Linked DNA regions of Mus musculus: all the other regions are linked to region 2. Evidence: chromatin contacts called from public HiChIP or PLAC-seq and promoter capture Hi-C data. All regions are on one chromosome and are shown on one strand. The core of a region is the stretch at or near the end of the contact, and the rest is flanking DNA. Distances in the headings are between cores, read along the strand shown. Region 1 holds the start of Mcee (methylmalonyl CoA epimerase). Region 2 holds the start of Tm2d3 (TM2 domain containing 3). Region 3 holds the start of Ttc23 (tetratricopeptide repeat domain 23). Region 4 holds the start of Adamts17 (a disintegrin-like and metallopeptidase (reprolysin type) with thrombospondin type 1 motif, 17).

The links. Promoter capture Hi-C pulls out the DNA fragments that hold promoters and counts their contacts. HiChIP or PLAC-seq counts read pairs in DNA pulled down with a chosen protein or histone mark.
Region 1: a promoter capture Hi-C map of pre-B cells shows a contact between it and region 2, with 3 times the contacts expected there. The contact joins the promoter of Mcee here to the promoter of Tm2d3 in region 2. A contact is called at or near these places in 4 of 39 promoter capture datasets (the C10 cell line, erythroid cells, liver and 1 more), 1 of 484 Hi-C or Micro-C datasets (CD4 T cells) and 1 of 9 other capture datasets (liver).
Region 3: a contact with region 2 is called in a promoter capture Hi-C map of pre-B cells. The contact joins the promoter of Ttc23 here to the promoter of Tm2d3 in region 2. A contact is called at or near these places in 4 of 39 promoter capture datasets (the C10 cell line, embryonic stem cells, liver and 1 more), 1 of 484 Hi-C or Micro-C datasets (regulatory T cells), 1 of 115 datasets of contacts at active chromatin or transcription factors (astrocytes) and 2 of 9 other capture datasets (adipose tissue and liver).
Region 4: a contact with region 2 is called in an HNF4G HiChIP or PLAC-seq map of pancreatic cancer cells. The contact joins the promoter of Adamts17 here to the promoter of Tm2d3 in region 2. A contact is called at or near these places in 2 of 39 promoter capture datasets (hippocampal neurons and pre-B cells), 2 of 115 datasets of contacts at active chromatin or transcription factors (astrocytes and pancreatic cancer cells) and 1 of 9 other capture datasets (liver).

What each region holds. Positions count from the first base shown.
Region 1 is chr7:64,390,924-64,393,889 of GRCm38.p6, forward strand. It overlaps Mcee (methylmalonyl CoA epimerase), which reads left to right and starts at 1,699. Exons shown (of 3, transcript NM_028626.2): 1 at 1,699-1,920. The coding sequence starts at 1,875. It overlaps Mphosph10 (M-phase phosphoprotein 10 (U3 small nucleolar ribonucleoprotein)), which reads right to left and starts at 1,313. Exons shown (of 11, transcript NM_026483.2): 1 at 1,183-1,313. The coding sequence starts at 1,271.
Region 2 is chr7:65,691,972-65,694,682 of GRCm38.p6, forward strand. It overlaps Tm2d3 (TM2 domain containing 3), which reads left to right and starts at 1,446. Exons shown (of 5, transcript NM_026795.3): 1 at 1,446-1,598. The coding sequence starts at 1,508. Gm33234 (a long non-coding RNA gene) reads right to left here and starts at 1,471. Exons shown (of 2, transcript XR_391545.3): 1 at 880-1,471. It overlaps Tarsl2 (threonyl-tRNA synthetase-like 2), which reads left to right. Exons shown (of 19, transcript NM_172310.2): 19 at 1-122.
Region 3 is chr7:67,645,837-67,648,862 of GRCm38.p6, forward strand. It overlaps Ttc23 (tetratricopeptide repeat domain 23), which reads left to right and starts at 1,574. Exons shown (of 11, transcript NM_001168475.1): 1 at 1,574-2,009.
Region 4 is chr7:66,838,039-66,841,091 of GRCm38.p6, forward strand. It overlaps Adamts17 (a disintegrin-like and metallopeptidase (reprolysin type) with thrombospondin type 1 motif, 17), which reads left to right and starts at 1,697. Exons shown (of 23, transcript NM_001033877.4): 1 at 1,697-1,873; 2 at 2,210-2,580. The coding sequence starts at 1,798. Gm33627 (a long non-coding RNA gene) reads right to left here and starts at 1,753. Exons shown (of 4, transcript XR_391554.2): 1 at 1,669-1,753; 2 at 674-758.

The DNA.
Region 1 (2,966 bases), core at 449-2,948, 1.3 Mb before region 2:
GAAGCAGACTAGCTGAATCTAAATAAATGAAATGATAGAACTGCCTTTTCGTGGGGCCGTAAACGTAATGGAAACAGGGAAATGACTTCAGGGGAGAGAAGAGTACAGGAGGGGGTAAGGAGCTCTATTTTGGACACAATGAGTCTGTGATACTGTTGCTAAGATTTTCATTATAAGTCAGAGTCATACGCAAACTTTATATGCCCCAGTACAGGGGAATGCCAGGGCCAAAAAATGGGGAATGGGTGGGTAGGGAAGTAGTGGGGAGGGTATGGGGGACTTTTGGGATAGCATTCTAAATGTAACTGAGGAAAATACGTAATAATAAAAAATATTTAAAAAATAATAAGTCAGAGTCATAATTTTACAGAACTTAATCAAAGTGCTGGGAAGAAAGAAGTCTCTCCTATTTTTTTTAAATTTATTTTTCTTTCCTACAAAGCATCCCAATTGCAGCCTCTTCTCCCTCCTCACCTCCTCCAGATCCACAGTACTCCTCCGTTTCTCTTCAGAAAAAGTAGGCTTCCAGAGATATCAACCAAACACAACCCCTCATTTCAAGGCAATCCGGCAGGGGTACAAGAGCTCCAAGAGCCTACTGCCACTGCTACAAGTTCCACAAAAATCCCAAGCTTAACAATCACAATATATATGCAGAGGACCCAGCGCTAACCAGCGCAGGCTCCTTGATAGCCAGTAAAGTCTCTGTGGGCCCCTCCCTGAGCCCTGGTTAGTGGATTCTGTGGGCCATGTTCTTGTGGTGTCCTGGGACCCCTATGGCTCCTACAGTCACCCCTCCTCCCTCTTCTGCGGGCTTCTCCGAGCTTCGTCTACTGTCTGGCTGTGGGTCTCCACCACAAGTCATGAAAATGCATTGACAAGCAACAAGTACGTACTTTCAGTGTGTATTTTGGGGACAAATTCAGAAAGCATATTCCGCCCTCAATGAGCCTCTCTGGACGCGAATAACTGGGCTTAGTGCAATAGCCCACAACTAGGAAATCTGCACCGAGCCGCTTTTACTTTTAGCATTTTGACAGGCCAACGGAGCAAAAACTGTCTGAAGTTGGGGCTAAGCGACCTGTACTTTCCCTTCCTGGCTTTCAGAAGTTGCCATATGCTGGCCCGCCCAGCACCGGTGAGATGCGCGCTGCTCTCTCCCAGACCTGGATCTGTACTTACGTGAGGAAACACTCCGGTCGGTTGGTGGCTTTCCTGATTTCCCTCAGACACCGTTCCAGAGTCTGTCGACGAAACACGCGAGGCGCCATAGCTACACACTACGGCACCACGCGAGTGCTGCGAGCCGGCCGGCCGGCCGGAAGCAGTACGCCAAACACACGCCTTATGCAACCTGAAGCTCAGAGCCTAAAGTTCCGCCACACACAGGTTCCGGCCTATAGCCGCAAACACTTCTATTGGGCATGCGTAGGGGTGGGGCAGACCACCGAAAAGAGCCATTGGTCATCTCAAGCGCCTTGGCACTTTCTCCAAATGTTTTGTATTTCTAAGACCACAGTGGTGTCGCGTGATTGCTTTCTGCTTTTGCATTCGATACAATAAGTATTTTAATGTAACGAAAAAGAAGGTCGCTTCACGCCGCACCCGCCACTCCCCCGCTCGTCCCGCCGTCAGTCAAGCTCCGCGTCTCGTGACCCCGCCCCAGGTCTCACGCCCCGCCCCTTGCTCGCCCAGCTCTCTTCAGCGGTCTAGCTCCCTGAAGGGTATTGGGCACCCCGGACTCGCGCCCCGTCCCTGCCCCGTTTCCACGCCCACTTCAGCTTTGACACGCCCCGGGCCTCAGTCCCCGCCCCCTGCCCACTCTCCCAGTTGTCTCTGCCCTAGGTCGCTGTGCAAGCCTGTAGCTTCTGGACATGAGGCGTGTAGTGAAGGCCGCCGCGTTGGCTGCGGGCGCTACAGGTGAATACGGGGCACCATCAGGGGCTCCGGGTGCGGGGCACGCTGGACGGGAGGCCGCGGGTGGCCAAGGCCTGGGTCTGAAGTGTTGGGCTCCCGGAGCTGCACTCTCTTAGCACGGGAGTTCCTTATTGTCCTCTGTGCACAGGGGTTGCCCTTGGCAAACGTGGACCAAACAGGTAATCTGCCTAGGAACACAGCAAGTCAGGACTTGCAGTAAATCTAGAGGGGACTTGAGTTATTTATTATATGTGTGCTCTAAGAGATAGGAGAAAAGAGCAAAGTGGCGAGTCCTGAAAGTGACTCCAAGCCTGTTTTACACACGTACCACACTAAATGTTTTCATCTGACATGAGCAGGAAAGGAACAAGCGGAAGGATTTGTAAGTTCCTTGAATTCTTTCGACCTCCATCTCTTTTATCGATAAGCAGAATCTTGGTGACAGATGCCCAACTTTCCCGCCTGTCTCACTTTCTCTTCCATTTTCTTCTTTCTTCATGATGGCAGTTACTACCCTCAGTCTGAGATTGTCTACCTGGAAGAAAATATACGGCAGTATGGTTCCAGAGTTACTCTGCTACAATTGTGACAAATCCATTAGCTAGCATGCTTAAAGGGTGTTAGGCGAATGAACTGGAAGGCCTGGAGAGTTCTGTCTGCTCACCTGTGGAAACTAGTCATCTTTCCAAGTCTGCTCTTAGGTTGAATTTGGTTTTTGTGGAACCCTCTAGCCTTTCCAGTCAATCACAAAATTCCTCGTCTGCATTAACAAACAAGTCTCCAAGGCAAAGTCATGGGCCACAAACACCCCACCCCCCCACCCCCCCACCCCCGCGCAAAAAAAATAAATAAATAAAGCTGGGCATGGTGGCGCACACCTTTAATCACAGAGGCAGTGGTAGGTGGATTTCTGAGTTCGAGGCCAGCCTGGTCTACAAAGTGAGTTCCAGGACAGCCAGGGCTATACAGAGAAACCCTGTCCAAAAACAAAAACAAAAACACCTTAGTACTGTGTGTATGTATATTGTAGCAAAAGCCAGAGCACAAAA
Region 2 (2,711 bases), core at 196-2,695:
ATCTGTTATTTGCATTGTGAGTTAAGAGTTACAGTTTTAATGCTTCTAATCATAATTCATTATATTTATCTTTAGAAACACTAAAGTCCTAAATAAAATGCATCACATGGTGTTTCTAGAGCCTCGGTATGTTCCATTGTTGGACGCTTGCCTGGAGTTGAACCACTGCTTTCCTGGGGTGTTTCACTTGTATGTTGAATCGAGTATATTTCTGATTTTTTTTTTTTTAAATCAAGACTGGGTTTCACGATGTAGTTCTGGCTGGCCTAGAACTCACTGAGATTTGCCTGTCTGTGCCTCTGGACTGCATTTCTGATATATTTAAATTATTTTTATTTTGTGTGCATGGGTATTTTGTCTGTTGTCTGGGCACTGCAAGAGTGTCTTGTGCTTATAGAGGTCAGAAGAGGGTGCCAGATTCCTGGAACTGTAGTTCTGGGTGATTGTGAGCCGCAGGTGGGTGCAGGGAATCAAATCTAGGTCCTCTGGAAGAGCAGCCAGTGCTCCTAACTGCCGACTCAGCTCTCCAGACCCTGTAGTTCCGATTTCAACCTTATTGTCTTGGCACTTAATTAAAATACCGTTATGCCAAAGAGAAATTAGTTACAGATTTATTTCACTAGGTGCAGCAGAATTCAAATTAGATGCAGAGAAGCATCAGTCTTTGATATATTATTGATTCTCCTGAACATGAAGAGTGAAGCATCATAGATGAAACCAGTGTGAGGGTGTAGGGTGCGAATTGTAACCATTTTTAAAGCTAACATTTACTGCAGGATTGTTGTGCGCCGAACACCATTTCATGTACTTTTTCACTTATCAGATGTGCAAGTGGGAATTTGGGGACCCCAAAGTGCAAGTCAACAGAGAGAGACATACCAACAGCATGCTTCCTGAAGTATATGCCATAGAAACAACGTAGGTTGCAGAGAGCAGCTCCCCCTCCTCGAGGTTGCTCTCCTGGCCAGTTTGGGGTTGGACTCTGCTCCTACGTGAAAATTCCACACACTTGGCTCTTGTCCCAGGCCCTGAGACCTAACCTGTTTTTCCAGTCTCAGAGGAACTCTAAACTCCGCGTGTCCCCCAACAGGCTGTGGTAAAACCTAAGGCAGGAGCCCTGGGTCCTGGTGCATGGGACTCTTGGAGCTGCTTCCCTGGCTTCATGGGTCAGCGGAACTAAAATGGGCTAACCACATCGCATCACAACCGTTTCCCAGACTCCCAATGGAAAGAGAAGGGCATCTCTTCAAAGGCAGTGAGGGGCTATTCTGGTCCGAGCTACTTCCTGCTGCTGCGGGTCCCCAGTTTCATTCATTTCCCTTGGCCAACAGCACTCAGAGCACGGCGACAAGGAGACCACCCAACCTCCGAGCTGGGAAGCAATGACACCCGCCGGCGGCGCCCCGCAGCAGTGCGCCTGCGGGCCGCGCCCGGACACGCCCCCTTCGGCGCGCCCCCACCACAGCCCCGCCTCCTGGCCCGGAAGTGCGCACGCGCAGCGACAAAAATGGAGGCTGCGGCCGAGCCGCTGCGGTCTGTCCGCCACCTGTCCCGCGTGCTGCTTTTCCTGTCCCAGTGCTACATTCTGTCGGGAGATGGTGAGTTCAAGGCTGGGGGCCGCACCGGGTGAGCTGGTGGCAAGGGGGTCCCCGGAGCCGCAGGAGGCCGGCGACCGACGCCTGGGCGCCGCAGCCCGAGGCCGCAGCACTGCGCTCCAGCCCGCCCCGAAAACCGGTGTTCCCTGAGTCGGTAGCCCAGAACCCCAGTCGACCCCGTCATTTCCGTTTCTTGAGCCGTAGATGCCCAGTGCAGCCCCTACCTGTTAAGCACACAAACCAAGGGTATCCTATCCCATGATAACATGCCTTTCTAATTGTAGGATCCTTAAATTTAGAGCATTCGCAGCCGCTGGCTCAGGCAATAAAGGATCCGGGCCCAACACGTACATTCTCTGTAGTTCCCAGGGCAGCAGGTACTAGACGTTTTCTATTCTAGTAAATGTGCATATTTATAAGGAGTAGTTGCCCGCCCCCCTTTGTTTTCGATACAGGTTTCTTTAGTATAAGAAGTCGCCTTTTGGTTTTGGCTGTTAGATGTGGTGTTGTTTAGATATGTAAATTAAGGGCAGACAGCCGCTTTCAGTAGACAGTTTTGGTCTTTTTGAAATCTATGACTTACCTCTTCATCCAGCCTTACAGGACTCTTCGTTTCTGTTTATTTTTTATTTTCCACTCTCTTCCAGTTCTTTAGCCAGTACTGTTTTCCCTTGAGTTAAAAACCAACCAACCAAACACCGAACTCTACAATGCTTCCCTAATGTTATATGATGTGCTGGGTTAAGAAGGTTGGATAGATACCTGGAGGATAATCCGGGTGAGATCGGGCTTTGAGGGATCTTTGTTTCCTCACCTTTGCAGCCACTGTAGTTATCTTGATTTAAGGCCTTTTCAGCCTTGTGATTTGAACCTTCCAACCTCGGGCCACATGGAGATAGGAACAATAGTGGGAAATGGTATTTATAGCGTTAGCCACTTCATGTCACTTCCAAGTATTCCTGTTTTGCTAACTGTCCGCTAGCTCTTTAGGTTCATCTGTTTGGAGTCCTATTATTTCAGGGATTGGACTTGAAACTGGCAGAGGCATTTCACAGATTTTTATTTCGACGTATATACTAACACCAGTATTTTCTAGAATTGGAGGGCTGAGGGTGT
Region 3 (3,026 bases), core at 324-2,823, 2.0 Mb after region 2:
TGAATCCCAGTGATCTGAAAGTGGAGACAGGAGTAAAGGCCAGCCTCAGCTACGTGAAGGCACTGCCTCGTAAATAAAAATTTAAAAAGAAACAGGCCCTAGTGTGAGAAATAACTGAGGACAATCACAATTTGGTGAAATAACCTGGCAGTTCCTGTATGGCTAAGTAGACGGTCGATGAATACCTTAAGACTAAAAACCCGATTGTTCTGATGCAGCAAGCCTCTGCTACTCTAAGGCTGAGGCTGTAGGTGAAACCAATCACAAGTATTTCAAAAAGAAAGGGTGCAGGTGCGTAGCTCAGTAGAGGCACTCAGGTCAAGCCCCAGTACCAGGGAAGAAAAGTGAACATTTTTTTAAATGCAGTGCACAGAGATGCAACAACTTTCGATCTTTAAAATTTCCTCTAAGACTTAACTCTATTGTTTGACGAAACCCATTATGTACATGAGGTGTCTCAAATCCATCCCCCGCCCCCCATTAGGACTTACCCTTTGGGGGTTGGAGAGATGGCCCAGGGGTTAAGAGCACTGACTCCTCTTTCAGAGGTCCTCAGTTCAATTTCCAGCAACCACATGGTGTCTCGCAACCATCTAATTAATCTGATGGACTCGGATGCCTTCTTCTGGGTTGTCTGAAGAGAGAGACAGTGTATGCACATACATAAAATAAATACATCTTTTTAAAAACAAACAGAAAACCTTATTCTTTGTCCTTTAAAAAAAATTGATGAGCTTTTGATCAGTCCTGGCTCGACAAAACAAAAACAAAAGGATGTTTGTTAATTTGCATAGGGGCTTCTTGTTAGGCATCCTTATTTTAACTATCCAGCCATCTATCTAATTATCTGTAAGTAAAAATAATATGACACTACAGGTAACTAAAGAATGCTGAGCTCAGGAGAAATAGTATTCCCCCAGGAAAAGCACATCAACTGATTAACCAATACCAAATGGCCAGCCCTGAAAACTCTCTCTCTCTCAACTAACAACAACAATTAAAGAAAAAAGAGGCCATGAATATGAAAGAGAGCAAAGGAGGGCTACATGGGAGGCTTGGTCAGAAGGGAAGAAAAGGGAAGCGATGTAATTATGATTTCAATATACATGTATATATAATACTAATAATTGGAGTTCACAAGAAAAGGAATAATAGAAAACATTTCTGGAGTCAGCTTCTTAGTTTTTGTCTTAATTTTGCACATTGAGGTCCAAATTTTGCTCATGAAAAGTGAATCATGTTAAAATAGCTTTTACTCCCTCTCCAAATTGATGTTAAAATTCCTATATTGATAGTATGACCACTGTTAGAAATTTAGTTGTTTTGCGGAAGATCAATTTACATATTTAAAAAATAAGACTCTAAATGGATTTTTTAAAATATTTATTTATTTATTTATTTATTTATTTATTTATTTTACAATCTCTGGCAACTTTTAACTTCAACAAGTCAGCGATACCACTTTAAGAAAATTCCAAGGAAAAGGCTGCCCCTGATCTAAAATTCCCACCTCTGGCTTCCAGGGATTGGATTACAAAGTTTGACAAACTTCTCTTCTCCACTCCCTATTGGTGAAGAAGCTATCATTCTTTCTTTGGCCTGGAGTTTTGTTAAGTACCGGGTTGCTTTATGGAAAAATGCTGGGTTTTTTTTAGGACGAAACTGCTCTGTTTAGACTTGTCTGTGGTTATCAGGCTGTAGAATCCTTAACTTGATACAGAGGGAGCCAAATTGGCAACTCAGATTTTCAAGAGAACTGTGAAAAGGAAAAGGACTCTCTCTCCATGGGACCGCTAAACTCACAAAGGATTTTACGACAAAGTTGCAGATACTGAGCCTTAAGGAAACTTTCCAGGTGTTTTGTTTTGCTAGTTTTAAAGGAACGTCCAAAGAAAACCAGAGGAAACACCTGGTGCTGAGCGTGGCTGGAGGGAGAGGCATCAGAGCTCTTTTGTCTTTAGAATGAAGGTGGAAATGCAATTCCCAGGTTATCAGTGGAATTTTGTAAGGTAAGTAAAATTAATTGTGGATCATATTTTGCGTCAAAAAAAGTTGTGCTTTGCCGTTATTTGTTGCTTTAATGTGGATTTAGACATTTCATATTTTTGGTTTTTTTAATCAAATGGATAGTTGGGTCTGTGCATTGTAACAGACCTAATATGCAAGCCATCTGCTTAGAGAAGAAAAATTACAGTTGACTTTGAACTCAAATTGGGCAAATATTTGTAAAGTTGAAAATTAAGGAGTGGATTTGCCTATGACCAAGCAAAACCTAATTTTGTGTATGCTATATCAGAATCAGCAAGTGGATAAATTCTCCCAAAAAGAAATCCAGTATTCATGTTCTCAGAGGTACTTTAATTAATATTAAAATATAAAGTTCGGGAATATATTAGAACTGTTTCTTATATTGTCACACTTAATTTGCCTATGAGGACATAAAACAGTAAAACTCCAGAAGTTCACACCAAGGCTCTGGACAAACGGGGCTCAGAGACTTTCAATGAAAGAGTCTACATATTTCTTCTTTTTTAAGATTTTATTATCATTATATGTAAGTACACTGTAGCTGTCTTCAGACACCCCAGAGGAAAGAATCGGATCCCCATTACAGATGGCCGTGAGCCACCATGTGGTTGCTGAGATTTGAACTCAGGACCTCCAGAAGAACAGTCAGTGCTCTTAACCACTGAGCCATCTCTCAACCTGTGATGCTTCGTGCATCAGGAGCTCAGAGCCCTTGGATTTGCAGTAGGCACAGGAGAGGGAAGTAACACTCTACAAGGCTGCTGCGGCCTTGACAGAGCTGCCTCTGATTGCAGCAAGAGGTTCATTGAAAACCATGGTTAAAAAGATAATAATGCTTTATTTAAATAACTTAAAAAAAAAAAAAGCACAGGAATTTACATGAAGAACCAGTCACTAGAATTAAGGAGTTCAGTTGTGGGTTTTCAATATGAAAATTGCAGTTTAAGATTGTGCCAGGGCAAAGGCCAGAGCTTAGTAATCTCAATTGTCGTACAGAT
Region 4 (3,053 bases), core at 447-2,946, 1.1 Mb after region 2:
GGTTGTTATGGGCCTCTGGTTTGGTTTTGGAGGGTGATGCTGAGTTTTACAGCCTAAACAGTATCTCCATCCTGGAGTCAGTTGTGCTAATATCTGGGGCCCTGTTACAGGAGGAGTCTCTGAAACATCTGATTTAATCAATCACTTTTCTTCTTTTATTCATATATTCAGTAAATCTAACAAAGTGCTAATGGTATGTCAGGTATCTCGCAGACCCTTGTTATTATTTTCAAGAGTAGTCCAAATGATTAGAAGTTCACCCTCCAAGGGGAGGCAGTATAGCTTAGCTCCTTGATTTACAGAGAAAAAACTGAACAACTCTCAGAAGAAAAACATTCCTGGGCTGTCAGAATAGCTAGCTGCTGTCTGACCACACACACACACACACACACACACACACACTCACACAGGGCTAAGGCTTCTCCTTTTCTTCCTGTTTCCCATGACATGGTTGAGGTCACAGTCAAATTCTCATGGTCAAGTGAGGCAAAGCCCTACTCATTCATAGCCACCAACAGAGCCTGACCCATGCTGCCAGTCACCCGAGGGTGCCAACCGGTGAGTGACAGCCACTAGATCAGAGACTGGCTCGGCAGCACATTCTGTGATACGCCTTTGTGGAGAGCTGCAGACAGCTTACCAGGACAGGGGCACCAAACTTAGGGAAACTCACCAGTGTTTACCTCGTCTCTGGATGCTTTCTGGTAATTCAGCCCTGTGATGAAGTCTGGATCCTGTGATGAGGGGTGAGTAGGGGCCTTTTTGAAAACAAGCAAGCAAACAGACAAAAAGGGAGAGATGAGGAGCCATCTGTGACTGCTGTGGTATCCCTGTGCTCAGTCAGTCCTGCTATCTGTAGGACAATTTTAAAGAGGCCAATGGGATTACCCATAGGGGTCTGCTAGGGATAATATCTGGCTAGATTCTGCTGGAAAATTGAACACTCATTCTGTTCGTGAAAGGCTGGGTTCAAGTTCAGGCTCTGCCTCTCAGCTCTCCAGGGTCCTGCGATGCAAAGCGCAGCTAATATACCTCCCTAAACACACCTGACCTAAAGTCAGGATCACAGACACAAGACACGGCTCTGACAGATACTAGCTGTCCAATTTAAGCAGGCTCCTTACATTTCCTTTTTCTCAGTTTCCCAGTCTTCAGGGGAGTGTTATTATGCTCTCACCTTCTTGGATTCTGTGAAAGTATAGACTGCAAGAAGCCTGCGGGGTGTGGACAAACACCATAGATATAGAAGTCAGGCATGAATTCAGGTGTGCTAGGAACACTGGGCTGCGTCTTTCCAGCCCAAACTAATCAAAAATAGGAGTCACTTCAATACATAGAGATTTTCTTTTTCTTGTACTGAACTGGTTGGTCTGGCCTATCTTCCTAGGAAGCCTCAAAGGTGATCTCCCAAATGTGAACAAACTGAAGACCAGGCTGGTGTCCTCCTGGCTGCTCCAAGATGCTGCAGCTGAGCCGGCTCGCGCCTGCCACCTGGTGTCACAGCCTACCTACTGCCTAGAAACCACGTGTAAGAAAGTGCTTACAACCTAACTACGCACGTTGGTTTCGACCGGCCCTAACCAATACGGACAGGGAAGGCGGGGCAGAGAAAAGCAAAAGCCCAATCACCGCCTACTTTCCAAGGAGAAGGTGGGGCTTAGTATTTACCATGTTGGGTTTGTCCGCAGCGCTAATTACTTTTTCCAAAGGCTGCAGGGCTGCACTCCGGTTGGCTTCGCCGCCTCGCGAGTCCCTGCTCTATCACTACAGTCTTGGGGGCTGCTGGTCCCAAGTACCATGTGTGACGGCACCCTGCTGCCCCCTCTCGTCCTGTCCTTGCTGCTGCTGGTGTGGGGGCTGGACCCGGGCACAGGTAGCGTTCCTAGCTCTCGCGGCCACCTTCCCGGTGCCTTCCCGAAGCATCCCGGCGCCCGGGTGCATAGGTGGACCGCTGACAGCATCCCCTGAGGAGGAGAGTGAAGGCCGCGGCCGGAGAACTGGTCTCTGGTTCCCTCTCGGCACGCGGATGGCGAGCTGACCCCCGGTGCGATCGAGTGGCTTCGCCAGCTTGGAGAGGCCCGGCTCGGGGAGGGAAGGGAGTGCGGGGTCACGGCTGCGCGATACCCACGGAGCCTTGCGAGTCAGCGCCGGAGCGGCCGGCAGCCCTGGTGGCCAGGCTGGTGCTGACGCGTGTCCTCTCTCCCCGCAGCTGTCGGCGACGCGGCGGCCGACGTGGAGGTGGTGCTCCCGAGGCGGCTGCGCCCCGAGGACGTGCACCTGCAGTTGCTGCCGGGAGCAGCGGGGCTCCGGCGGTGGCGGCGACCGCGAGCATCTCCAGGTGGCCATCGAGCAGGGCAAGGAGAGCGCGCCCTGCTACTGCACCTGCCGGCCTTTGGGCGCGACCTATACCTGCAGCTGCATCGCGACCTGCGTTTCCTGTCCCCAGGCTTCGAGGTGGAGGAGGCGGGTGTCTCGGGGCGCAGCGGACATCCTGCCGAGCTGTGCTTCTACTCCGGACGAGTCCTGGGCCACCCGGGCTCCCTCGTCTCCCTCAGCGCCTGCGGCGCCGCCGGCGGCCTGGTATTGCCCGCGCCCCCTATGGGTCTGCCTTGCCCAGTCTGTTACTTCTCCTGGGGTGGTCCCGCGGAGGGCTGGGCGGGAGAAGACCTACCTTCCCATCTCCTTCACTTGGCCCTTTCAGACTGTGCCTTCCTAGGAGAGAGAACACAGGGGAAGGCCTGTTATTGTCCTGGCTTCTGTTGTGTCCTGAACCTGGCCGAGGTGGGGTTGCATTGAGAAATTAGCTATAGCTCACCTAGAGGAAAGAATATGAACCTGTCGTTCCCACTCTGACAGCATCAGCACAGGTGTGTATGTTTTCTGCACGTTATGGGGAAGCTCTAAAGTGTTCATTCCCTGTCTAGGAATGGGGTATCTAAGCACTTCTCTTCTGTCCCTTGAGCCTTCTTACATTAGGAGGGGACCCCAGGCAGGCCATGGTTAGTCTCATTTTTGCTAGCTGAAAAGGTAAGACCAAGAGAGGAACTGTTGTC